Regions from separate parts of the Mus musculus genome. Here all the other regions are linked to region 5. Evidence: chromatin contacts called from public HiChIP or PLAC-seq and promoter capture Hi-C data. All regions are on one chromosome and are shown on one strand. The core of a region is the stretch at or near the end of the contact, and the rest is flanking DNA. Distances in the headings are between cores, read along the strand shown. Region 1 holds the start of Plppr3 (phospholipid phosphatase related 3). Region 2 overlaps Sbno2 (strawberry notch 2). Region 3 holds the start of Arhgap45 (Rho GTPase activating protein 45). Region 4 has its middle 14 kb from the start of Ptbp1. Region 5 holds the start of 4930404N11Rik (RIKEN cDNA 4930404N11 gene).

The links. Promoter capture Hi-C pulls out the DNA fragments that hold promoters and counts their contacts. HiChIP or PLAC-seq counts read pairs in DNA pulled down with a chosen protein or histone mark. Capture Hi-C pulls out chosen DNA fragments and counts their contacts.
Region 1: a contact with region 5 is called in a promoter capture Hi-C map of hippocampal neurons, with 2.8 times the contacts expected there. The contact joins the promoter of Plppr3 here to the promoter of 4930404N11Rik in region 5. A contact is called at or near these places in 2 of 39 promoter capture datasets (hippocampal neurons and neutrophils), 2 of 115 datasets of contacts at active chromatin or transcription factors (bone marrow-derived dendritic cells and embryonic forebrain) and 3 of 9 other capture datasets (adipose tissue, liver and pancreatic islet).
Region 2: a promoter capture Hi-C map of liver shows a contact between it and region 5, with 3 times the contacts expected there. The contact joins the enhancer-like site here to the promoter of 4930404N11Rik in region 5. A contact is called at or near these places in 3 of 39 promoter capture datasets (liver and pre-B cells), 1 of 115 datasets of contacts at active chromatin or transcription factors (pancreatic cancer cells) and 1 of 9 other capture datasets (liver).
Region 3: a promoter capture Hi-C map of liver shows a contact between it and region 5, with 5 times the contacts expected there. The contact joins the promoter of Arhgap45 here to the promoter of 4930404N11Rik in region 5. A contact is called at or near these places in 3 of 39 promoter capture datasets (hematopoietic stem and progenitor cells, hippocampal neurons and neutrophils), 1 of 484 Hi-C or Micro-C datasets (B cells), 1 of 115 datasets of contacts at active chromatin or transcription factors (stem cell-derived neural progenitor cells) and 1 of 9 other capture datasets (liver).
Region 4: a contact with region 5 is called in a FOXA1 HiChIP or PLAC-seq map of pancreatic cancer cells. The contact joins the enhancer-like site here to the promoter of 4930404N11Rik in region 5. A contact is called at or near these places in 1 of 39 promoter capture datasets (liver), 2 of 115 datasets of contacts at active chromatin or transcription factors (bone marrow-derived dendritic cells and pancreatic cancer cells) and 1 of 9 other capture datasets (liver).

Annotation. Positions count from the first base shown.
Region 1 is chr10:79,872,302-79,876,648 of GRCm38.p6, forward strand. It overlaps Plppr3 (phospholipid phosphatase related 3), which reads right to left and starts at 2,333. Exons shown (of 7, transcript NM_181681.2): 1 at 1,719-2,333. The coding sequence starts at 1,793.
Region 2 is chr10:80,069,310-80,073,848 of GRCm38.p6, forward strand. It overlaps Sbno2 (strawberry notch 2), which reads right to left. Exons shown (of 32, transcript NM_183426.2): 5 at 3,048-3,209; 6 at 659-742; 7 at 302-398; 8 at 1-127. Among named protein-coding and RNA genes, the nearest start is that of Gpx4, 18 kb to the left of the region's middle. Within about 2 kb of position 2,057, at least 215 of the 459 cell types and tissues checked have an H3K27ac peak or open chromatin away from gene starts, as enhancers often do. A contact at or near this core is called in liver and pancreatic cancer cells, where this site is marked.
Region 3 is chr10:80,013,934-80,018,541 of GRCm38.p6, forward strand. Arhgap45 (Rho GTPase activating protein 45) reads left to right here and starts at 2,739. Exons shown (of 23, transcript NM_001142701.1): 1 at 2,739-2,985; 2 at 3,847-4,171. The coding sequence starts at 2,893. Abca7 (ATP-binding cassette, sub-family A (ABC1), member 7) reads left to right here. Exons shown (of 47, transcript NM_001347081.2): 43 at 1-47; 44 at 296-399; 45 at 535-627; 46 at 1,014-1,254; 47 at 1,373-1,639. The coding sequence ends at 1,525.
Region 4 is chr10:79,837,776-79,842,504 of GRCm38.p6, forward strand. No RefSeq gene overlaps it. Among named protein-coding and RNA genes, the nearest start is that of Ptbp1, 14 kb to the right of the region's middle. Within about 2 kb of position 3,071, at least 285 of the 459 cell types and tissues checked have an H3K27ac peak or open chromatin away from gene starts, as enhancers often do. A contact at or near this core is called in bone marrow-derived dendritic cells, liver and pancreatic cancer cells, where this site is marked.
Region 5 is chr10:81,363,677-81,367,758 of GRCm38.p6, forward strand. It overlaps 4930404N11Rik (RIKEN cDNA 4930404N11 gene), which reads right to left and starts at 2,144. Exons shown (of 4, transcript NM_001014836.3): 1 at 2,028-2,144; 2 at 1,066-1,304; 3 at 866-991; 4 at 348-560. The coding sequence starts at 2,110. The coding sequence ends at 388. Mfsd12 (major facilitator superfamily domain containing 12) reads left to right here. Exons shown (of 10, transcript NM_028657.4): 9 at 1-7; 10 at 94-2,549. The coding sequence ends at 116. It overlaps Fzr1 (fizzy and cell division cycle 20 related 1), which reads right to left. Exons shown (of 14, transcript NM_019757.1): 13 at 3,965-4,057; 14 at 3,203-3,874. The coding sequence ends at 3,833.

The DNA of each region.
Region 1 (4,347 bases), core at 1,083-3,582, 1.5 Mb before region 5:
CAGCACTTGAGAGGCAGAGGCAGGCGGATTTCTGAGTTCGAGGCCAGCCTGGTCTACAAAGTGAGTTCCAGGACAGCCAGGGCTATACAGAGAAACCCATGGCAAGTATGCGTGCATGCACAAACACACAAGCACACACACACACACACACACACACACACACACACACACACACACGAGAACACGCACCTACACGCTCACGCATGCGCACACACTAAATAAGTATTTTAAAACCTTAAAAAATATATTAGAGGAAAACTTCCTTGGGGGGTGTGAACGGTTGGTTTGCACGTGCCTCAAGACCCCCGCACCACAAAGCAAGGTGGCCATAGTTGGGTGTGCAGGGTGAGGACACACAGACACTAGCAAGCTTTTAGCCCCATAAGAAAGCAATTGAGGAAAACACCCATCATTCCTCCTACATTCTGGCTCAACATACGCATCAGTGGGGGGGGGGGGGACGCGCTCCTAAGCACCTACACACAAATTCAAAAGGGATTTCAGATCTCAGCTCTGCATGGTGGTGTGTGCATGTCCAACACCTGGGAGGCGGAGACGGGAAAGCTGCTGAGATCCTGACCTGGATACATCTCAAACTCCAATCCAGCCCAGGCTGCAGAGTGAAATCTCAGATTGGGGTTGAGGACCTGGCTCAGCAGTAGAGCCCCTGCCTAGAATCCCCCAGGGAGGAGCTGGGGGCGTGGTCAGGGTAGAAACCCCTGCCTAGAATCCCCCAGTGAGGAACTGGGGGCACAGAATCCACCAGTAAAGGATGGAGGTGTGGTCAGGGTGGAGGCCCGCCTAGGATTCCCCAGTGAGTGGGGTGGGGGCGTGGTCAGGTGTAGACCTCAGGTCTAAGCTCCAGGTCCTGGATTCTGTAGCCAGCACTAAAGACATACATGAAAATCATTTTAAATTGAGTGAGGAAAAAAATAGCTGTAAAGCAAATTCTGGAAAGATTTCAAAGGATTCTGGTGAGAGTGGGTCTGAGGGGCTGGGCAGAGCCTTGGAGTGGGCTATAGTCACCCTTAAATGTCATGTTGGGACATAAGCATTCCCCCTAATGCTCTGTGGCTCACACAGGTCACCTGCTGAGGACAGAAGGCTGGGCTCCAGCCTGATCAGGGGCTTCTGAGACTCTGCCTGGCTCACAGCTTCTGCCATTCAAAGGAAACCGCAACCCTCCACACTTAGTATGCACCAAGTGAATGCATTTATTGTTTTCTATTTTTAGATGCTTTCAGCTCTCCACCACAGCTGTCTGGATTCACCGAGGGGTTGACGAGCTCTGGTGGAGATTGGGCGTGGGGCACACAGTCATGCCATTAGAAGAGTGCTTGAATTTAGACGCACCTCGGGTACTGCAGAGCCAAGTACCCAGCACCCACCCACCCTCACTAGTTGGGGCTTGTTCACCTCCAATGCCCCAATTTCCAGCACACACCCCCCCGCCCCCAATTGAGCTTCTCAACCCTGTCCTTAAAGGAACGCCCAGCATCCTAGCATTCCCCCATCTGTTCCCACATTCTAAAGGACCTTTCTGAGGCTTTGCAACTCCTACTCGACCTGTAAAACCCTGTGCCTTTGGAACCAGCCTCATCCCCATCTCAACTCCAGGTGGCCTGGTTCCGCGGTGCGGGTTCCTGTTCCTGCAGCATGAAGTGGACGGTCTCAGAAGCTCCCTGCCACGAAGATCTCTCACCGCGACCCCCACTCACCTCCACGAAATAAAAGCAAGGCAGGAGTGTCATGCTGTCCTTCGGCGTTTTATTCTTCTCCTTCATAGCAAGCATGGTGACGTTGGCGCTGTAGGCCGAGATTGCAGGGGGACAAAGGCAGGCTGGAGACTAGGAGCTGCGCAGATGGAGTCTCCAGGTGGGGAGATAAGGGTTAGCCAAGAGGGCTCGGGGAAACTGAGGCTGGAGCAGAGGGGGAACTTGGGGAAGGGAGAGGCCGGAGCCCCCGCGCGCGCACGCGGCTCGTTCACCTGGAGGGAGCAAGGAGGGCGGAGTCCCTTGCAAAGCGCGGACACAAAGCCAGGGTCCCCGCGTGGGAGGGACGCGAGGCCCGGGCGCGGTGTGCGGCGCGTGAGCTCTTTGTCTGCGCGCTCTGCAGCCCGCTCGGCCCCGCCCCAACCCCGCCCCCGGCTTGGGCGCCTCCGCCTCCCACTCTGCGGGTCTCAGGGTCTCTGGCCCTGCGCGGGGACCGCAATCTGGGTCTCGTCCCTGCCCCTTGCGCGTGCCTTCTGTGCGCCTTGCGCGAGCACGGTTGATCTCCGGGACCTAGGAGCGCGCGGCGCAGTGTGGGGAAGGCGAGATCCCGCGCCCCGCGCCTCCAGTTGCCTCCCTGCGTCTCACGGTCGCCGATTCCTCGGCCCCCACGCCTTCCGTGCCCGCGGCTCGCTGGAGTCCGTTTCCATGGTGAGGTCCCTGGGCGCCTGAGCAAAAGGAGACAAAGACACAGGGGTGGAGGGGCTGTCCTCTACCTTCTCTCCCCCTCGTCCCCGTCCCACCTCTCCTCTGTCCAACCACCAGGGCCACCTCACCCTCCTGACCCTGGGCAGTTGATGCCTTGAGGATAAAGGACTGTAATGTGCACTTATGCAGTGCTTGCTGTTTTCAAGGGTTTCCTCTCCACAGAGGCAGTCCTGTAAATGTACCCACTGGTTGACCCCACCCCATCCTGGATGGGACAAACTGAGGCCCTAAGATGTTAGATCGGAATAGTCACTATCTGCTGAGCACCTACTGTATACCAGGCCCTTAACAAACTCTTGTGACCCACTGGGAAGTGGGACTTAGGCTGACAGACCCTGCAACTCTCTGTTGAAAGCTGAGTGTAGTGGTACACGGCTGACGTCCCAGTATTCAAGAGGCTGAGTCTGGAGGATTGTTGTAAGTCCCAGCCCAGCCTGGCCTACACAGTGAGACTCTGTCTTAAAATCATTAAAAAGGGAGTGGTGTGGAGGCCAGAGCGATGTCTCAATCTGTAAAGCACTTGTGCTGCAGGCGTGAGGACCTGAGTTCGAATCCCTCTGCCCTGGGTACAGGAGGAAGGCAGGATCACCAGGACTCTCCAGCCACCATCTCACCTAAGCAGCAAGCAGCAAGCCAAGGAGAGACCCTGTCCCCAAAGGTCAGGTCAAGCTAGGGTTGGTCTCAGGGACCAAGAAGCCTGCTTGTGTTCCTCTCTCTTTCTGTGAGACTGGCGGGGGGATTCCATGGGGTCAGCCTGCATAGTGACACCCTCTTTCAAAAAAACCAAAAAGGGCCTTTGAAAGGACCCATGAGCACACAGAGGCTGTAGGGCTCACGTATAAACATGAGCACGCAGGACTGCAGGGCTCAAATATAAACACGAGCACGCAGGCACCGCAGGGCTCACGTATAAATATTATGGGTTTATTCTCACTGTCTCAATGCTTTCCCCAAACTGACTGCTGTGTTCCCAGACTCTACCTCAGCCTCATGTTTTCTGAGTTTCCTCATGGGAACAGCAAGCTCCCCAGGCCTGATGGCCATACAGAGACACCCAGCACAAAAGGAGCAGCAAAGAGGAGCTGGTGGTGTGTGTGCAGTTTTCAGTCACGTAAGGCAGGAGAATTGCTGTGAGTTTTGATATAACCTGCTCTATAGACTGAGATTGTGACTCAAAACAAAAAAAGAAATAAAAACAAAAACAGTGGGCCGAAGGTGGTGGCGCACGCCTTTAATCCCAGCACTCAGGAGGCAGAGGCAGGCGGATTTCTGAGTTCGAGGCCAGCCTGGTCTACAGAGTGAGAACCAGGACAGCCAGGGCTACACAGAGAAACCCTGTCTCGAAAAACCAACAAAACAAAACAAAACCCAACAAAACAAAACAAAAACAAAAAGAGTGTGGTGGTCCCAGCCTGTCTTTCCAGCACTCTGGGAGATGAGGCAGGATTACTGTAAGTTCCAGGCAAGCCTGGGCTACATAGTGAGTTCTAGGACAGCCAAAGACCAGCAATGCTACATAGTAAGACTCTGTCTCAAAAATAAATAAATATATAAATAAGGAATAAAGAATGTCCTGGGTGACTAGAGAGATGGTTTAGTGGATAGAGCTGTGGCCACTCTTACAGAGGACTCAGGTTCAACTGCCATTACCCACATGGGGCTCACTGTAACTCCAGCCCCAGGGAATCAGGTGCCCTCTTTTGTTCACAGTGTGCACCAGGCACACATGTAGTACGAGACACAGTGGCAGGCAAAAGACTTACACATATAAAATAAAATAAGTAAATCTAAAAATCAGACTAGGTATTGTAGCACAAACCTGTTGTGCCAGCTTAGGAAGCTGAGGCAGAAGGATTGTCATGAATTGCAA
Region 2 (4,539 bases), core at 807-3,306, 1.3 Mb before region 5:
TGTAGGGCAGACAGGGTGCTGTTGTCTGAGGTGGGTAGCGCTAGGGTGTAGGTGATGTCCGGGGGTGGAACACTGGACAGTGTGCTGGTCTCAACCACACGGTCTGGGTGTTGCTTTCCAATCTTGGCTGGACAGGGGACAGAGGGCAGGCAGACTTGGCACATGACAAAGGAAGAGTGGCCAGCAGGATGCCATTCATCCACTGCACACACAACCTGCTCCTGACGCCCCACACTGTGGATGATGAACCCACCCGTCTTCTTAGTGGTGTCTCCGTGCCATCCCTGGCCCAGACACTTACACTTAGATGGTACATAGTCAGCATAGGTCTCAGCATGGCCCAGTTCCTCAGTCTCCTCCTCTTCCTCCCCTTCTTCCTCCTCAGGCTGGCTGTGTGACTATAGGGGGTGGGTGACAGTTCAGGGGTCTGGTCCACATTGCAGTGATCCAGCTTCCCCAAGGGCAGCAGGGATGCTGCACAAAGTGGCCCCAGCACACTGACGTGGCTCTGCCCTCAGCCCTAAGGTGGGGTCTCAGTTTTCCCAACTGTAAAACGGGTAGGGCATCCCAGCACCCAGGCTGCCCAGGGCATGGCACACTGGAGATGCCTTCGGAGTATCTCTAGATCCCCAGGAAACACTGCAGCCACTCAGATCACCTGATAGCTGATGAGAAGTGGAGTGCTGGAGAGCGAAGTCACCGGGTCTTCAGGAGCCGAGAATGGCCCACTAGGTATGAACAGCTGTAGGGGACAGCAGGGCAGGGTGTGAGCCATGGCCTTCTATGGCAGTGTCTGTGTCCTTAGACAGGGGACTGCTCAGCCTCAGGGACCAAAGCCTTGCCTGACTCATCCTGGGACCTGGCAGACCATGGTAGGGAGGGCTGACAACAGTCTGTGTCTCTGTGGCACATGGGAGACCCCAAGATGGTAGCCCCTGGTCCAGGGAAAAGTGGACAAAAGCCAGCCAGATAGTCCCAGGATGCAGACTTGGGCCCTGAGGGCTGGGCAAATGTCCTTGGGAGTAATCTGTGCTAAGGAACTGCCCTACTACCTGTGTGTGTGTGGGGGGGGGGGGGGCTGAGGGCCTCCTCGGGGTGAAGGTTCTATTGTGAGCAACAGAGTGAGAATGTCCCCAACACTGTGACCAAACTGCAAATGTCCCTCTGTAGGAGATATGGATGGACCACAGTGCTGACCAGGTCTGGACAAGTGGTGTGGCCTGGCCTGCGGGCTGAGTCTAAAGCCACTCAGGGTACATGGCTCTCTTTTGCACACTGATTCTCAACTCCTCAATCTAGAGACATACAGATAGATTTTAAAGATTTATTTTGTACATATGGGTGCTTTCCTTACATGTATATAAAGCACACTGTGTGAAGGTAGTGCCTACCGAGGCCCGAAGAAGGTGCCAGACCCCCCGAAACTAGAGTTACAGACGGCTGAGCTCACCATGTAGAAGCTGGGGACAGAGCCTGTGTCCTCGGTAAAGGCATCATACCCCTTAGTTTGTTTGTTTTGTTTTGTCTTTTTCAGACCAGGGTCATGTAGCCCAGGCTGGTCTTCTCAAACACCCTAACGAGCCGAGGGTGACCCTGAACTCCCTGTACCTTCTGAGTGCTGGGATTACGGGGACAACACCACACCTGGGCCATCTGGTGCTGAGGACGGAGCGCAGGGCTTGGTGCATGCCAGGGAGCACTCTCCCCACTGAGCCACAGTCCCTCTGATTGGCAGCACAGGGACAGCTGCTCAGCCTCCAGCCCTAACCTGGAGGGCTTGCTTCAGATGCAGCATCCTTGAGGGGGGACAGGAGTCTCTGAGGCACTTCAGGCACAGTCACTGTCACATGTCCCTTGCTCTGCTGGGCACAGGGCCAGGGGTGTTGAAAGCCAGCGGAAGCTTGGGAAGGTTACAAGTCCACACTCAACCCTCCTGCCTTGTTTTTTTTTTTTTTTTTTTTTTTTTCTTTCTTAAATTAACAAAAACCCAAACAGACTGTGGAGGTTCCTGGAAGGCTGAGTCATGTTCCGGGCTGGAGCAGCACAGGGTGTTGGGTTTCAGATATGGCTGTGGCGCTTGGTCCAGGCAGCCTGGGGCCCTGGGCAGGATAGGCAGTACCCTGTGGCCTTGATCTCATAGCTCCACACAGTAGGGGGTGGGGGACACACAGGGACTGCCGGTCCTGCTGGCTCTGCACCAACTGCACTGTCAGCCCTTAACTCTGAGCTGTATGGCACCAAGGCTTCCTTCCTGAAGACTCCTGGGAGCCTCCCTAACTTACACTCTCAAAGTCTAGAAGCTTCCATCTAGAAGACCCTGGCAAGGCCTAGTCCATGCCAGGAGCTCCCGACAGAGTAACCATACATACCTCCCAGACACTGTTAGTGTCCCCTGGGGGCAAAAATAACTGCTGGCTAAGATCCCTCTAGGTCAGAGTCCTGCACACCCGGAAGCCTCTGTGTCCCACAGTCACCTGCCTGCTGAGTGGGTGGACAGAGAGAAGTTGACCCCAGAAGCTAGGGTCCCCTGAGAGACACTGCTTGCCTCAAAGTGGCGGTCAGTCACAGTAGACCATCCATCAGGTCCACTGAGGGTGGAGAGCCTGGGATGAGAACTGGTGACCCAAGCTACCTTTAGAGTCAGACATGCTGGCACACACCTGTCACCCCAGGATTCAGGGACTGAGATAGGTGGATTGGTAGCCCAAGGGCAACCTTGGCTAAAAGAGTAAAGTTGACACCAGACTGGGCTATGTGAGATCCTGGCTCAGAAACTAAATGAAACCAAACAAAAATAAACTCAAACTGCTTTCCACTCTCTCTAGGAATCGCTGTGTTCCTAGCAGGTATACAACAGCTGGGACCCAGTATGGGGCATGAGGGGACATGGGGTATGTGGAGGCCTTTAGGGCTGTGGGACTGGCCCGCCAGCCTGGGGTATAGGACCCCTTATAACCCAGGCCTGAACACACTGTTGTCAATCACAAGCTCTGCCACCTGTCCACCTGTGTCACCAGAGTGCCCTTGGAGGTGCCCTGAATGCTGACCTTGTCATGGGTAGTTGAGGTGGTGCTGACATCCCAGATGGTAGGCACCTCGTTGAGGCTGTCAGCCTGCAGGAAGTCAGGTGTGTCTGGGATGTCTGACAGGGAATCCACAGATGAAGAGAAGACAGAGGCATTGGAGAGGTCCTCGAGGCATGAGGGGTCCTAGGAGACAGGCAGCAGTGACACAGTGGCCAGCTGTGTGTGCACTCAGGGTCCAGGCGAGCAACCATGTGTTCCAAGTATCACACAGCCAGGAACAGGACACCACAGCATGGAGTGACCATGAGGACATGGCGCTCAGTGAGGGCAAGACACGCAAGGCCGGCCACACAGCGGGGACTCCATAACAGAAAATGTCCAGACTAGAGAACGCAGGCATAGCAAGTGGCTCAGCATTCCCAGAGCTGGGGAAGGGTGGGGTGATGGCCACGACGACAACATTAAAACCACAGGAATGTACAGTTTAAATGAACTATGGAATATGTATGAACCTGAATAACCACGCTGTTTACTTTGTAGCCCAGGCTGCCCTCAGAGTCACTGCAGTTCTCCCCCAGCCTCCTGAGTGAGCCACCACGCCAGACAGACAGGAGTCCTTTCTCCACCCTGAGTCCCTGAGAGCACCTGCAGGCTGGGATTCTCCATGTCCCAACCCTGACGCATAAGGGACCTCTGGAGGCCAGGGTGCCGCCCCTGAGGCCTGCGCCTGGGCAGTCACCCTGTCTGTCTCACTGTGCCTGTGTCCCACAGCAGCCGCAGCATAGTACTCTTCAGTTCAGGATCAGGTAACCAGAGCGACCTGTCCTGCTGACGGCTCCCAGGAAGCCCGGGGAGCATCGCCTTGGCAGGGCAGGAGGCCAGGAAGTCCCACAGGACTACAATCAGGACCAGGGGTAAGCTGCTGTGGAGAGTCCATTTACACACCCTCCCCCCAGCCTTGACAGTGAGCACTCAAGGGTGCACAACAGGCTCCCCAGGCTCTGCCTGAGAGACACCCAAGGTGAACGGGTGCTTAGAGGCCAGGGAGGATAGGGCTATGCTGAGTGAAGGGGCTGTCCTGAACCTAGGTAACCCGTTACAGGTCACCTGCTCTGCCCCAGGAGACAAGAAGGCTAAGTGACTAGGCAACGGGGTTTCAAGGCTTCAAGGTCAGAAGAGACAGAAGAGCCCTGAGTATGGCCCTCAGCCTACCCAGCCTGGTGTGAGGCTGCCATCCAGGGCTTATTTTCTTAGACTCAGGAGTCTTGGTCCTGGGTAACTGCCCATCTTCTCTGAGGGTTAGCATGTCCAGGGCCATTTGGTCTTACCCAGAAAAGGGGAGGCAATTGTCTGGGTATCTAGTGACTTCCTAGGGAACCCCAAGTGACCGTGGGTTGCTATGGGGCTGGGTTCTATAACCCCCACCTCACAGGGCACTATGACCCCATTGCAGAGGTGGCAGCCTGCATTCAGGGGACAGGAAAGGACCTGATAGGCTTTTGAGACCCGTTTC
Region 3 (4,608 bases), core at 1,489-3,988, 1.3 Mb before region 5:
TGGCGACAGCCTTAGCTCTGGTTGGTGACCCAGCTGTGGTCTTTCTGGTGCGTGAAGACCGGATCTGAGTGGTTTGTGAATGGGAGTTACTGGGGCCGAGCCTTGGTGAATTGGGGTCTGAGCTGTTGGAGGCCATGGGGGACGGGGAGGGGAGCTGTGCAAAATCTAGCTTCGTTTGGGCTTTACCTAAGCAGAGTGGGGTCTGATTGAAGTGTGTTCTGGCTTACACAGGACGGAGTCCCAGTGGACAGGCTTTGTCACTGCGGTCCCACCAGAGTCCATATCTCCTTTGCAGGACGAGCCCACCACAGGCATGGACCCAAGTGCGCGGCGATTTCTTTGGAACAGCTTGCTGTCCGTGGTGCGCGAGGGCCGCTCCGTAGTGCTCACGTCGCACAGGTGAGCCCCAGGGTCGCACTCTGGCCACCTCGCAGGATGAGGTGATCCTGAACCCGGTGAGGTCCCTAGGGTGGAACAGAGCATGGTCCCCGTGCAGGCAGGCTGGGCCAGCTGTGCTCACACTCTCACCCACAGCATGGAGGAGTGCGAAGCGCTCTGCACGCGCCTGGCCATCATGGTGAACGGGCGGTTCCGCTGTCTGGGAAGCTCTCAGCATCTCAAAGGCAGGTGAGCAGGGCAGGATGGACTGGCGGGAAGAGAAGAGTGCTGTGGGTGTGGTTAGGGCTAGAAGATAGGGGCGGGCCATATGCACCATAGGGGCAGAGCCCGACTGTATGAGGGAAGCCTGGAAAGGTGGAAGTGCTCAGAGGAGCTTTTTGGATGGAGTCCAGGGGAGGTGAGGAGTGTCTGTCCTTCGATACAGGTGTGCCAGGTCCTCTGAGTGGGCGTAGTCTCTTAGACTCGTGGGCGTGGCTCGCAGCAGGGTAGGGTGAGAAGGAATTGGGTTGGGTCCAGGTGTCCAAGACAGGCCAAGGACAGGTCTAGTAGGGAGTATCGAGATTTCGAGGAGCAATAGGGGCCATGGCCTGCATCCCTGGTCCTGTCCCCTCCAGGTTCGGGGCTGGCCACACACTGACTCTAAGGGTCCCACCGGACCAGCCTGAGCCGGCGATAGCCTTCATCAGGATCACATTCCCTGGGGCTGAACTCCGGGAGGTGCACGGCAGCCGTCTGCGCTTCCAACTGCCACCGGGGGGCAGATGCACCCTGACACGAGTGTTCAGGGAGCTGGCTGCCCAGGGCAGGGCCCACGGTGTGGAGGACTTCTCTGTGAGCCAGACCACTCTGGAGGAGGTGACTTCGGGCACCATCAAAGGGTTTGAAGGGAAGAGCTGAGGTGCCTCAGGACCCTGGGCTGACATCTACCCCCACCCCATGCATTTCTGCCCCCTCCATGTCTCTGCCCTGCCAGGTGTTCCTATATTTCTCCAAAGACCAAGGGGAAGAGGAAGAGAGCAGTCGGCAGGAGGCTGAAGAAGAGGAGGTTTCCAAACCTGGCCGGCAGCATCCCAAACGTGTCAGCCGATTCCTGGAAGACCCCAGCTCTGTGGAGACCATGATCTGAGCATGCCTGCCTTGGGACTGAGTGGCAAAGCTCAGACAGAGGATCTCTGTACCATACGCTGGCTCCCAGAAAGCCTTGGGCTCTGGGGGAAATAAAAAGAAACTAGAATGAGAATGAGGCCACGGCTGAGTTTGTGTTTTAGGAGTCTTAGCTCTGTACAGTCCCATACACTATCACATGTACAGTATGCGCGTGTGTCCTGCTGTGAATTGCCTGCAACACGGACACTTCCCAGGTGTCCAGTCACACGTATCCTGACCTGCATGTACCTATGTGGGTCTGACACCCAAGGGCGGGACTTGTGAGTGTTTCTGACCGTGAAGTAGAGATGAGGTCAGGCTTGTGGAATGTTCCAGACGGTATAGAGGACCCTGGTACTTTCCTGGCCTGACCGGACCAGAAGCCCACCCCAGAGCCAGCCAGTCTTCATCCTGAGACAACCTCCCAAGCCCACCCCCAGCCATCCAACTATGAGTGGGAGGCACGGGACCCTTAAGGGGCTCCTCGGCTGGGTTTGTGGCTGGACCAGAGCTTGGAGAGCGGGCCTAGGTACTGCAGGCTGCGGCCTTTCTGGGCTGTGTCCCCGAGAGCCACCCAGTGTGCCTGAGGTCAGTGGAGTTTGGGATGGTTAAGGGACATGGTGTCTAAATTATTAAATAGTACCTCTGGGGATCCTGAGACCTGAAGCTCAGAGCTGGGATATAGAGGGCAGAGTGGGAGTGGGAGCTAAGTGGAGGCCAGCAGGGCAGTGGAGCTCCTGGGTTGCTGGATGGAAGCCACCCAGGCATGGCACCTTCAGGTCCTATGGTCCCCAGAAGACTGTAAGGCTGGTGATTATAGGGAATGGGGGGTCACCTGTGCATGGTGAGGGACTCAGGGGGTGTCTGTTTGATCTGTGTGTGAACCTGTTGCTCAGCCTCCTCTCTGGTCTTTCATATCAGTATACACATGACACTGCCTTTCTTGACTGTATGTTATGTCCCAAGCAAGAGTCAGCTAATGCCTGGATCGGGTGGCCACACAGGACACAGGCTGCAAGTGGAAGGTGGCCTGCTGTGGGGAACCTGTGTCAGAGTCAGTGTGCAGAGTCCTATAAGAGCTGACACTTGGGACAGTCACACTGGGGGCGGATCTGAGGTGTCACCTCCCTCCCTCTGCTGGGGAGCCTTTTCCTGTGTAGGAGACTTATGCGCCAATGAGAGCCAAGCCAGTCACGTGTGGCTCTGACAGCTGGGGAGGGGGTGGCCCTGAGCAATGTGGTCCAGAGACAGCCTGCACCAGGAGTTGCAGGACTGAGACCACCCCCAGACTCCCACCCTGCCGTTGCCCGCCTGTCCTCACCTAGGGCCACTGGGGCTGACTCCACCATGTTCTCTCGGAAGAAGCGAGAACTTATGAAAACTCCCTCTATTTCCAAAAAGAACCGCGCGGGGAGCCCCAACCCGCAGTCCTCCTCAGGGGTGAGTGGGGCACAGAGCGGGTGGGGACCCAGGATGACACCCACAGCCTGTGGTCACTGATGGGCATAGCATGCAACTACAACACCATGCTGGGTCCACGCTGGGGGAACCGGGCCAGCTATAGTCCACACCAGGCAGAATGGCCGGCGACAAGGAGTGGCCTGAACCTAGGAGGCCGCATTACGGTAGGTAGGGATGGCCTTGGGTGGCAACCAAGTCACCCATCTTGATGAGGGATGTCCCCGTCGTGTGCCAATGACGGTTGTGGGTAGTGGGTAGAACTGGTATTGGAGTCTAGTGACTACACTGTAATATGGGGTCTGGGCAATTTTAGGGTTCTGAAAGCCAATGGGGAACTGGTGTTGAACTGGGGTGCAGGTGTACAGAGCAGATTGGGGGGGTCTCCAAGTTTCTCCAGGACCTGCTGCTGCCTGCTGAGCTTTTGAGAATTTGTGAGGTTTAGGGGTACCTCTACTAGGTCTGGGGGTGTCCTGAGACACAGGAGCCTGATGATCTTTTCAGGTCACAGAAGTTATCCATGTTTTTAGAAAGTGGACACCCGTAGAGGTATCTGGGGTGGCTACAGGGTTAGAGACTCACAAGAGTCCTCCCCACCCCCACCAGGAAGTGGGGTGCCCCCTCCCTCCTGTGCCCCACAGGCCCCGCCTCTGGCTGTGGTTTGGGTAGGGACGGTTGTTTGTGAAAGCTATAGACAGGAGGATGTTGGGTAACAGGTGGGGGGGGGGGAGCTTAAAATTCTCTGCCCACTGACCTCTGACCCCTGTGAGGACTTTCTGGGGAAACTGAGGCAGTGTCTGGGATGGGGGATCCCCTTGACTCCTCTTCCCTATGCATACCTAGGAGCTGCCCAGGAAGGATTGGACAGAAGCTCCCGGCCTGGAGCCACCAGCCACATCCCTGTCCACGGTAGCCAAGGGCACAGGGACACTCAAAAGACCCACCAGCCTGAGCCGCCATGCCAGTGCAGCAGGCTTCCCGCTCTCGGGCACTGCCACCTGGACCCTGGGCCGTGGGTACCGAAGCCCCCTTTCTGCGGCCAGTCCGGCAGAGTTACCCACTGAGGGAGCTTTCCCTGATGGCGTAGAAGACATCTCAACCCTGCTGGCGGATGTGGCCCGCTTTGCTGAGGGCTTGGAGAAGCTCAAGGAGTGTGTGCTGCAGGACGGTGAGGATCTTCAGAGCAGCACGGAGGGAGGGCAGGAGGTGGGCAGCCTCTCAGCCCAGCACTCAGGCAGGAGGATCTCTGTGAGTCTACACTTGAGTCTTATGCAGGTCAGCCAGAATTACAGTGAGACCCTGACTCAGAAAGAATGAAAGAAAGAAAGAAAGAAAGAAAGAAAGAAAGAAAGAAAGAAAGGAAGGAAGGAAGGAAGGAAGGAAGGAAGGAAGGAAGAAAGAAAGAAAGAAAGAAAGAAAGAAAGAAAGAAAGAAAGAAAGAAAGAGAAAGAGAGAGAGAGAGAGAAGTGGCGCACGCCTTTAATCCCAGCACTTGGGAGGCAGAGGCAGGTGGATTTCTGAGTTCAAGGCCAGCCTGGTCTACAAAGTGAGTTCCAGGACAGACAGGGCTATACAGAAAAACCCTGTCTCGAAAAGCCAAAAAAA
Region 4 (4,729 bases), core at 1,821-4,320, 1.5 Mb before region 5:
TTTCTTATTTATTATATGTAAGTACACAGTTGCTCTCTTCAGACACACCAGAAGAGGGCATCAGATCTCATTACGTAGGGATGGTGATGAGCCACCATGTGGCTGCTGGGATTTGAACTCAGGACCTCTGGAAGCGCAGTCAGTGCTCTTAACCACTGAGCCATCTCTCCAGCCCCCAGTAAGTGTTTTAACTGGAAATAAAATGCAGATGCAAAGGCTGAGTGAGTCATGGGTGGGAATTGACCACCAACTGCGGAATCAACTTCACACAGACAACAAAAGAAATTCTGCTCTGTCCACTGAGGAAGAGGCTGATACTCAGATGCCCTCTGGCACAGCAGCACTGGAGCCGAAGTTAGACGCCTGCTCTCTGTACAATGGTCCTTGGTTTAGTGACCACACAGTCAGGATGATTCTGGAAGGTTCAGCCCTTGAGCCATATTTGGACCTTTCTGAGGAAGTCTGCTTGTCTGGCATGAAACCCATAATTGCAAGTCCCCAAGTCCCCTTTCCTGCCAGGAAGTGGCCCTCTCTGTGCTGTCCATTCTGGTCGGCAGCCTCAACAGGCCAGTGGCTTGCATGGAATAAGGCTGCTATCCCTACTCTTGCAGTGTGACAGCTTTGGGCCAGGGACCCTGGGTGATCTGAGGTCATTTCTAAGCAGTTTGTAGTAAATGCAGTGGGCAGTCCACAAGCCAGAACCGGTTTCAGTGTTGTGTACTTTGTGGTGGGTGTGGTGAATAACCCTCATCCCAGTATTCAGGAGACTGAGGTAGGAGAATTGTCCTGAGTTCAAGACCAGTCTGGGGTACATTACTTCCAGTCTCAAGAAAGAAAATCATTCCTAGCTCATTCAGGAGGCAGAGGCAAGCAGATCTCTGTGAGTTTAAGGTCAGCCTGGCTTACAAACCAAGGGCCAGGCCAGCCAGAGCTACACAGAGAGAAGATAGATAGATAGATAGATAGATAGATAGATAAATAGATAGATAGATAGATAGATAGATAGATAGATAGATAGATAGATAGATAGATAGAGAGAAAGGAAGAAAGAAAGAAAGAAAGAAAGGAAGGAAGAAAGAAAAAAATAGATAGGTTGGGCAGTGGTGGCATGTGACTTTAACCCCAGCAGAGGGGTGGATTTCTGTGAGTTTGAGGGTAAGCTACTCTACAGAGCAAGTTCCAAGACAGCCAGGGCTACACAGAGAAACCTTGTCTAGAAAATAAGTAAATAAATAAACAAACAAACGGAATAGAGAAACGTCCCATGGGTTAAGGACTCTGGCTGCTTCTCCAGAGGACTCCATTTGATGTCTAGCACCCATGTAGTAGCTTACCACTGTATTTAACTCCAGTTCTAGGGAATCCAACACCTTCTGACCTCTACACACACCAAGCATGAGCACGGTACACAAACATATGTGCAGGCAAAACACCCAAACAAATAAAAAAGAAGAAATAAGGGGCTGGCGAGATGGCTCAGTGGTTAAGAGCGCCAACTGCTCATCTGAAGGTCCTGAGTTCAAATCCCAGCAACCATATGGTGGCTCACAACCATCCGTAACAAAATCTGATGCCCTCTTCTGGAGTATCTGAGGACAGCTGTACTTACATATAATAAATAAATAAATCTAAAAAGAAGAATAAGAGGAGGAAGAGGAAGAGGAGGAGGAGGAGGAGGAGGAGGAGAAATAAAATTTTAAATAAGTAAATAAATAGGATTTAAAAAAAAGATTTATTAGCTGGGCGTGGTGGCACACGCCTTTAATCCCAGCATTTGGGAGGCAGAGGCAGGTGGATTTCTGAGTTTGAGGCCATCCTGGTCTACAGAATGAGTTCCAGGACAGCCAGGGCTATACAGAGAAACTCTGTCTCGAAAGAAAAAAAAAGATTTATTTGTTTATTATATGTAAATACACTGTAGCTGTCTTCAGACACACCAGAAGAGGGCATCAGATCTCATTACAGATGGTTGTGAGCCACCATGTGGTTGCTAGGATTTGAACTCAGGACCTATGGAAGAGCAGTCAGTGCTCTTAACTGCTGAGCCATCTCTCCAGCCCATAAATAGGATTGAAAAAAGAAAAAAGAAAAAAAGAAATAAACCATGGAATGAAGTTAGGTTCCCTTTTAGTCTCTCTATCTTTTGTTTTTGGCTTTTTTTGTTTTTGTTTTTGTTTTTCGAGACAGGGTTTTTCTGTATAGCCCTGGCTGTCCTGGAACTCACTCTGTAGACCAGGCTGGCCTCGAACTCAGAAATCTGCCTGCCTCTGCCTCCCAAATGCTAGGACTAAAGGCGTGGGCCACCACCACCCGGCACATCTCTCTATCTTTTGAGTCAAGCTTCCACTGTGTCGCCCAGTAGGGCCTCAAATTCCTGATGCTCCCGCCTGGCTATGGCTTGGCTACCAGGAGTGACCCACTGGGTTCCATCTCCTGCACCACACAAACAGAACTTGGTGGCACGTGACCATCATCTCAGCAATCAGGAAATAGAGGCAGAAGGACCAGGTCATCTTCAGCTACATGTCCAGTTTGAGCTAGCCTTGGCTACATGAGACCATGTTCAAAAAGGCAAAAATCAATGCAGGCAGCAGGCACCCTGCATAGCCCTTCCTTGCCCTGTAGTCCTTCAAGCTTGGCAATGTCTAAGGAGCCACTAGGGCATCACCAGAGACAGATGGGAGATCACATCTAAACCTCCAAACTCAGAAAATTGGGCCAAAGACATCCCTAGCAGGTTTTTCCAGCCCTCAGAGGCAGTAACGTGCACCTGAATTGCTTGAACTTGCTGGAATTTCTTCCATGGTACAGCAAGCAGACTCATGGCTGTGTGGGACGTAGACAGGAGGAGTGTAAAGGGGGACAGGGATGTTGAGGGATATGCTAGTGTTTGGATACTGGGTTCCAGCCCAGCCTGTAGGTGGCAGGAACCCCTTCTTCCTACCTTGATGCTCTCTGGTGGTATAGCCCCTGCCTAGAACCCACACAGCGAAGGGCTGGAGGTGTGACCACAAGGATCCTAAGGACCCTCCCTGCCTAGAATCCTCCAGTTAGAGCCCTGTGTGTGCTCAGGGGTGGAGCCCTGCCTAGAACCCCGCAGTGAGAGGCTGGGAGCAGACTCAGTCCTTAGCTCGACTCTAGCCAAGTACGCAGCTCGGGGTTTATGATAATATATGGAAGAGTGGAAGAAAATCACCCGCTGTGGAAGTCTGAGGAAGTGGGAGGGACTTTGCCGCGGAATGTCTGTGCCCACGCCTGGGCTGTAGTGGTAGTCTAACTCCTCACACCCCATCCCCCAGGCTCCTTCCAAGTCCAGACAGAGAAAGGAATTCCTGGCTGAGTCTAATTTAAAACAAACAAATAAACAATGTTTGCAGGGAGGAGAATGAGAGGAATGCGGGCGGGGCTCTTCCCTGCGGGAGAACCGGAGAACTGGGGCCTCGGACTGCAAGAACAGAGGTCACCACGACCCCAGCAAACTCCCACCCCATCTCTGCAAAGAGCTGGAAAGCACTGTTAAGCCCACCCCGACCGGCCTTCCAGGGTTATTCTGTTGTTTTATGGCCTTTTTGCTCCGCTGGCTGCAAATTGGGGGAGGGGAGAAAAAAAAAAAAAAAAAAAAAACACGGGAGGCGGGGTAACGACAGATTCCGGATCCCTGGTCCCGGAAACCTTTGTTTCTTAAGGCTGGGCAGCTGCTCCTCAGAGACAGTTAGGGCTCTGGACTTGGAGCACCGGTCAGTGTTTTTACTTCAAGGAAAGCTCTAACCTAGAGCAAGAGCCCAAAATTTCTCAGGTAGTTTGAAAAACAGTGAGGTGGTTTTGTGTGTGTGTGTGTGTGTGTGTGTGTGTGTGTGTGTGTGTGTTTCTTTCTGAGGTGGTTGTGTGTGTGTGTGTGTGTGTGTGTGTGTGTGTGTGTGTGTGTGTGTGTGTGTTTCTTTCTTAGTACTTGGTAAGCTGAAGCAGGAGGATTGCGGCAATTTTAATGACAACTGGGCTACATGAGACCTTGATTGTCTCCAAACATTGTTGGTGCCCACCTGTCATGCCAGCATTCAGGAGGTGGAGGCAGGCGGATCAAATGCAAAAGACTATCCTGGGCTATGTGAGACCCTGTCTCAAACCCTCTTTCTCAGATTAAAAAAAAATATATATATATATATATATATATATATATATATATATATATATATATATATATATATATATATATTCATATTCCAAGGTTGAGAGCACGCCTTGGTGGTGAGGCCCTAATATCAAATTCCCAGTGCTGAACAATAAAATGAAGTGTTACTCAGCCCTTTCCTGATGCATCTCTGAATTCCACACACTATCTGAAATCCACAAAAAATACCATCTTAGAGGCCCAGGTTTGCAGGTAACAGGAAAGCTACCCCATGCTTGTTTTTCTAGCAGGGAATTATTTTATCTGGATTTAGAAAGCAGCCTGCTCAGAGTATAGAGCAGTGAGGGAAGCCCTGTGGGCCTGTCTGATTCTAGAATTCTCCAGGATAAAGTCTGGGAACTTTAACCCTGTTGGAACCACAGGGAAGTTGGGGAAGCAGGCAGAATGAGTCTCGGCAAGGATCTCTCTTTAATATTTCTATTTTATGTGTGTGAGTGTCTTCCCTGCATGCATGCCTGTGCACCTCCTGCATACTGGTAACCACAGAGTCCAGGATCCCTTGAGACTTACAGACTGCTGTGAGCCACTACATTAGTGCAG
Region 5 (4,082 bases), core at 894-3,393:
CGCAACCGTGGGTCTCCATTACTAGGACTTGGGTGGGGGCGGGGTGCAACCTGGGACCCGCCCTTCCCAACGCCACTCCACTCCTTATTACAGGGGACCCGCGAGACCGGCCTTGACCTCTGGCTCCCCAGGGCGACGTTATGAAGGACCAGGCAGACACCCTGCCCCCTCCCCAACCTGCTCAGGATCAGAGGGCACGGCCTGCGGGTGGGTGTACCCGGCCAAGCTTGCTGAGTGAGCCCTAGGGGCCCGTTGTGCCTCGCCCCACTTTTGACAGGGATGCACCAGCCTACCGGGAGGCTGTAGGGGACACATGCCCGGGCTGCACGTGGGAGAGATCACCTGGCTTACGGGGACACGGACACACGGGTCGGTAGCACGGCTTTATCAGAGCGCGGGTGTGAAAGCCGGAGGAGGCTGGCCGATGGCCGGGCAGGGCCGCTGCAGGCCCCGCTGTCTGAAGTCCTGCGCGGTGAAGCGCGGCCGCTGTGGCAGCGACAGGAGCGGCACATAGTCGGACCGCCAGGGCAGCTTTGCCCCGAACTGGTTCCTGGTGACCACTGCGGACAGGACCGGACGAGCTCTGCAGCTGCGGGGCCGGGGGTGGGGGGGGGGCTCCCAAATCCTTATGCTGACCGAGCCCACCAGGCCACGCCCATCCTGCGCTCCCGCACCTCTGCCCATTGCTGGCCTAGCCCTCCTTATTTTTTCGTTTTTTTTTTTTTTTAATATTGTTTTCTTTTGACACTAGCTAGCCCAGGCTGCCTCCGGGACCAAAAATCCCCCTATCTCTGCCTCCGAGAGTGGAGTGACCCACGTGCAGTACTACCCCCGGCCCCCTCCTGTCCGCATCCCCTCAGCTCACCGAACTCCTTGCCACGGATTTGCCTGTCCCTCCACTGCATGCACCCCCAGCGCGGGCCTGAGTTGAGATACTGCGCGGTTATCGCGGGGTCCCAGAAGGCCATCTCCCGCAAGTGCTGTGTGTAGGCTGCGGGGAGGCACGGAAGGGAGGGTGTCAGTTTGAGACCCACGGGTGTGCACGACCGGAGGTGGGATACTCACCGGGCGGCAGGCCACGCTGGCGACTCTGAAAGCAGCCGTGCCAACGCGTGTGGGCCTCGCGGTACGGAGTGTCAAGAGCACGGGGCAGCTTGTACCAGGCATCACCAGGTTCTGAGTTGGTCAGGCCGGTGAACCACACCTGGCCGGCCGCATCCCGTCCCATGGGCGTGAATTTCCAGCGCACGGCTTGTTTGATGGCCGGCGCCCAACGGGGCCCCTCCAGGGACACGTAGTCATTGCTGAGGGAGGGTGGGGACTGAGCCAGGGCGTCCTGCTGGTCCCAGCCAGCTTTCCTGTCCCAACTCTTTGCCAAGGTGCTGGGTGAGAGTCATCCCCTTCTACCCATCTCCTCTGTGCACTTTCCCACCTGCAGTCTATATCTTGTAGCCGAGAATGGCCCTGTTTGAGGCAGTTGTCAGTGTTGACCTGGCAGCAATCCTGCCTCAGCCTTGAGCCACTTATGGCTGTTGGGGGAAGGAGGGACCAAGGGTGTGCCTAGCCTGTAACTCCCCACAGATGGTGCATGCATGGGAGGCCATGCAGGCTGCAGGAGTGGGGCTTGCAAGGGACCCACGTGAGGTGGCCTGTCATCAGCACCATGGAAGGCCCAAGTGTGAGCAGACCTATGAAATGGGACTTTTCTGCTAGGTGTGGGTGGCGACACTAAGTGTGCCAAGGCAGGAGGATCTCTGTGGGCTTATGAACAGCTCGGGATACACACAAGAATCTAAAAAGGGAGGGCATTCAGGCACATGGCTGCCACTGCAGCACCTGTAGACAGGAGAATCAATAGACCCCTCTGCTTGGGAGTATGAGTGGCAGCACCTGTCTGCTTGGGAGTGGGTGTGTGCAAATGCCTAACTTACAACCCTTGCATACCTCCATCCCAGCCACCTGAGCTGCTGGTAGGGGTAGGGGATCTGGGGTCTGGGTGAAGAAAGGGACCAAGGGCAGGAACCCACCGGTAGAGATGGTCGGGGAAGTAGAGTTCAAGGGTGCCTGAGGGAACAGAGGGCCGAGTAGCCTCCCGCCTCACGTTTTCCATGTCTGGCCCTGCCTGCCCAGAGGCTCTAGTCACCAAGGCCCTGGGGCCATTGTTGACAGGGACAAAGGTATCCCAGCAACAGGGAAGCGGGCAGCCACAGTCTAAGACCTCAGCTTACTTCCTGGTGCGGGGCTGGGACCCAAAGTGTTCCCTCCCCCCTCCCTGCCCCACAGCGGGAGGTCATGCCCTCTAGAGCGTGGGTCTCCACCCCATCTCTGTCCTCAAGACACATCCAAGTAAGGGCACAGTGACAAAGGCCACAAAGTATGGGCCATGATCTAGAGATCCACAGAAGGAAGTGGATACCTAAGTCTTGGGTTGGGGAGAATGCTCTGGGATCACTGGTGGCATCGCTGAACATGCAGAGCCCAGGGCCTGCTCATTCTGCTAGTGCATCCTGTGTATCTCATGACAATAAACAGCAACAACCAATCTCATAGCTCAGTCAACCCTTTACAGTCTGTATAGGCGGCGCTCCACTTGGGTTCCTGTTTTCTCACCAGACATCACCTCCCCCTCTCTGGTCACCAACATGCTAAGCTTGCTCCAGTCAGGGTCCTGGCCAACTTACCCAGGACACTGCTGTGGGGTGGGAGCCCAAGCCACAGGCCCTCCCTGCTTGCAGTTCTGGCTCTGTAGGCTTTGGTCCTTACTCTCTGACTCACCTGCACCCTGACCTGTATACCAGCCCTTCCCATTCATGGCCTTCACAGTCACAGCTGGCTGCTCTGTCCAGGGCAGGTGCCTTCTGAACCACACACACCAAGAAGGTCAGCCAGGAATCAGAAGGCAGGCTGCACCTACCCCTGCATATGGAACACGCCCAGCAGGATTTCCACCAACAGGAGGTCACAAGGGCCTGTGACACTAGTGCACATCTAAAGGCATTTTGCTTTTGGGTACAGATGTCAACAGCAGCAGGTGGCCCTGAACCTTAAACTCCTGTTAAGTGCAGAACCCACTTAGCTCACAAGGCTATGACTCCCACAGGCCTGCAGGCAGCCAACCCCATAGTGACTGTGTCCCAGGGGCTTCTCCAGCCATCAGCAGTTTTGGGGCAAGGCAACAAAACACAGGAGACCGACCCCAAGGTGTCACAAATACATATATACACACGTGCACACACCATAGGCCACAGCCACCACACTGGGAATCCCCAGGCAAGGGGCAGTGGAGATGGGGTATGAAGACAGGGAGGCCCAGGAAGCTTAGAGGCAGCCAGGAAGAGGCAGACAAGGCAGCTGGCTAGGGACAGGGTGAGCTGACACCCACGGGGAGGGGTTACAGAAGGCGCACACACAGACAAAGGGTGGCAATGCAATCAGAGTCAACGCAGTTAAGAGTGTCACAGGGTGAGAGGCCCAGGTCCCTGCCAGTGCCTCCCAGGGTCTTCTGGTTTGGAGTGGCAGCAGAGAGGGGCACAACGGCTCAGGTCCCCAGGTGACACTGGGTTTGGGGATTTCATGGGATCTCAGCCTCCTGCTCAGCTGTGTCCAATATGGCTTGGGCAGTGGTAACAGGTGGCAAGTGTCCATCTGGCTGAGGGTCCCCATGTCCCCGTCCCAGACACTGGCTCCACAGCTCACAATGAGGCATTTAATGAGACTCTGGGGTCTCCGGCTCCCGCCCGCCAGATGCTTCTGGGGAAGGCGGGCACAGCAAGGCCTATGCATGCTGGCTGCTCCATCTCTGCCTGTGGGCTTCACATCCCGCCTGCGGGGTCTATCGGATCCGGGTGAAGAGGTTGAGCACAGACACAGATTCCTGGGAACAGGGGATGCAGGTGACTGTGTGCCAGGGCTGTGAGAGCCCAGGGACACAACAGCAGGCTTGCCCACCACCCTGCCATGTTACCTTTGTAGAGCGTGTTTTGCTGAAGACATTCCAGAACCTCAGGGTCTCATCTCCAGCTCCGGTGACTATGGCCTCCCCATCAGGGGACATGGCCTATAGAAGGGGCAGAAGGACCTGG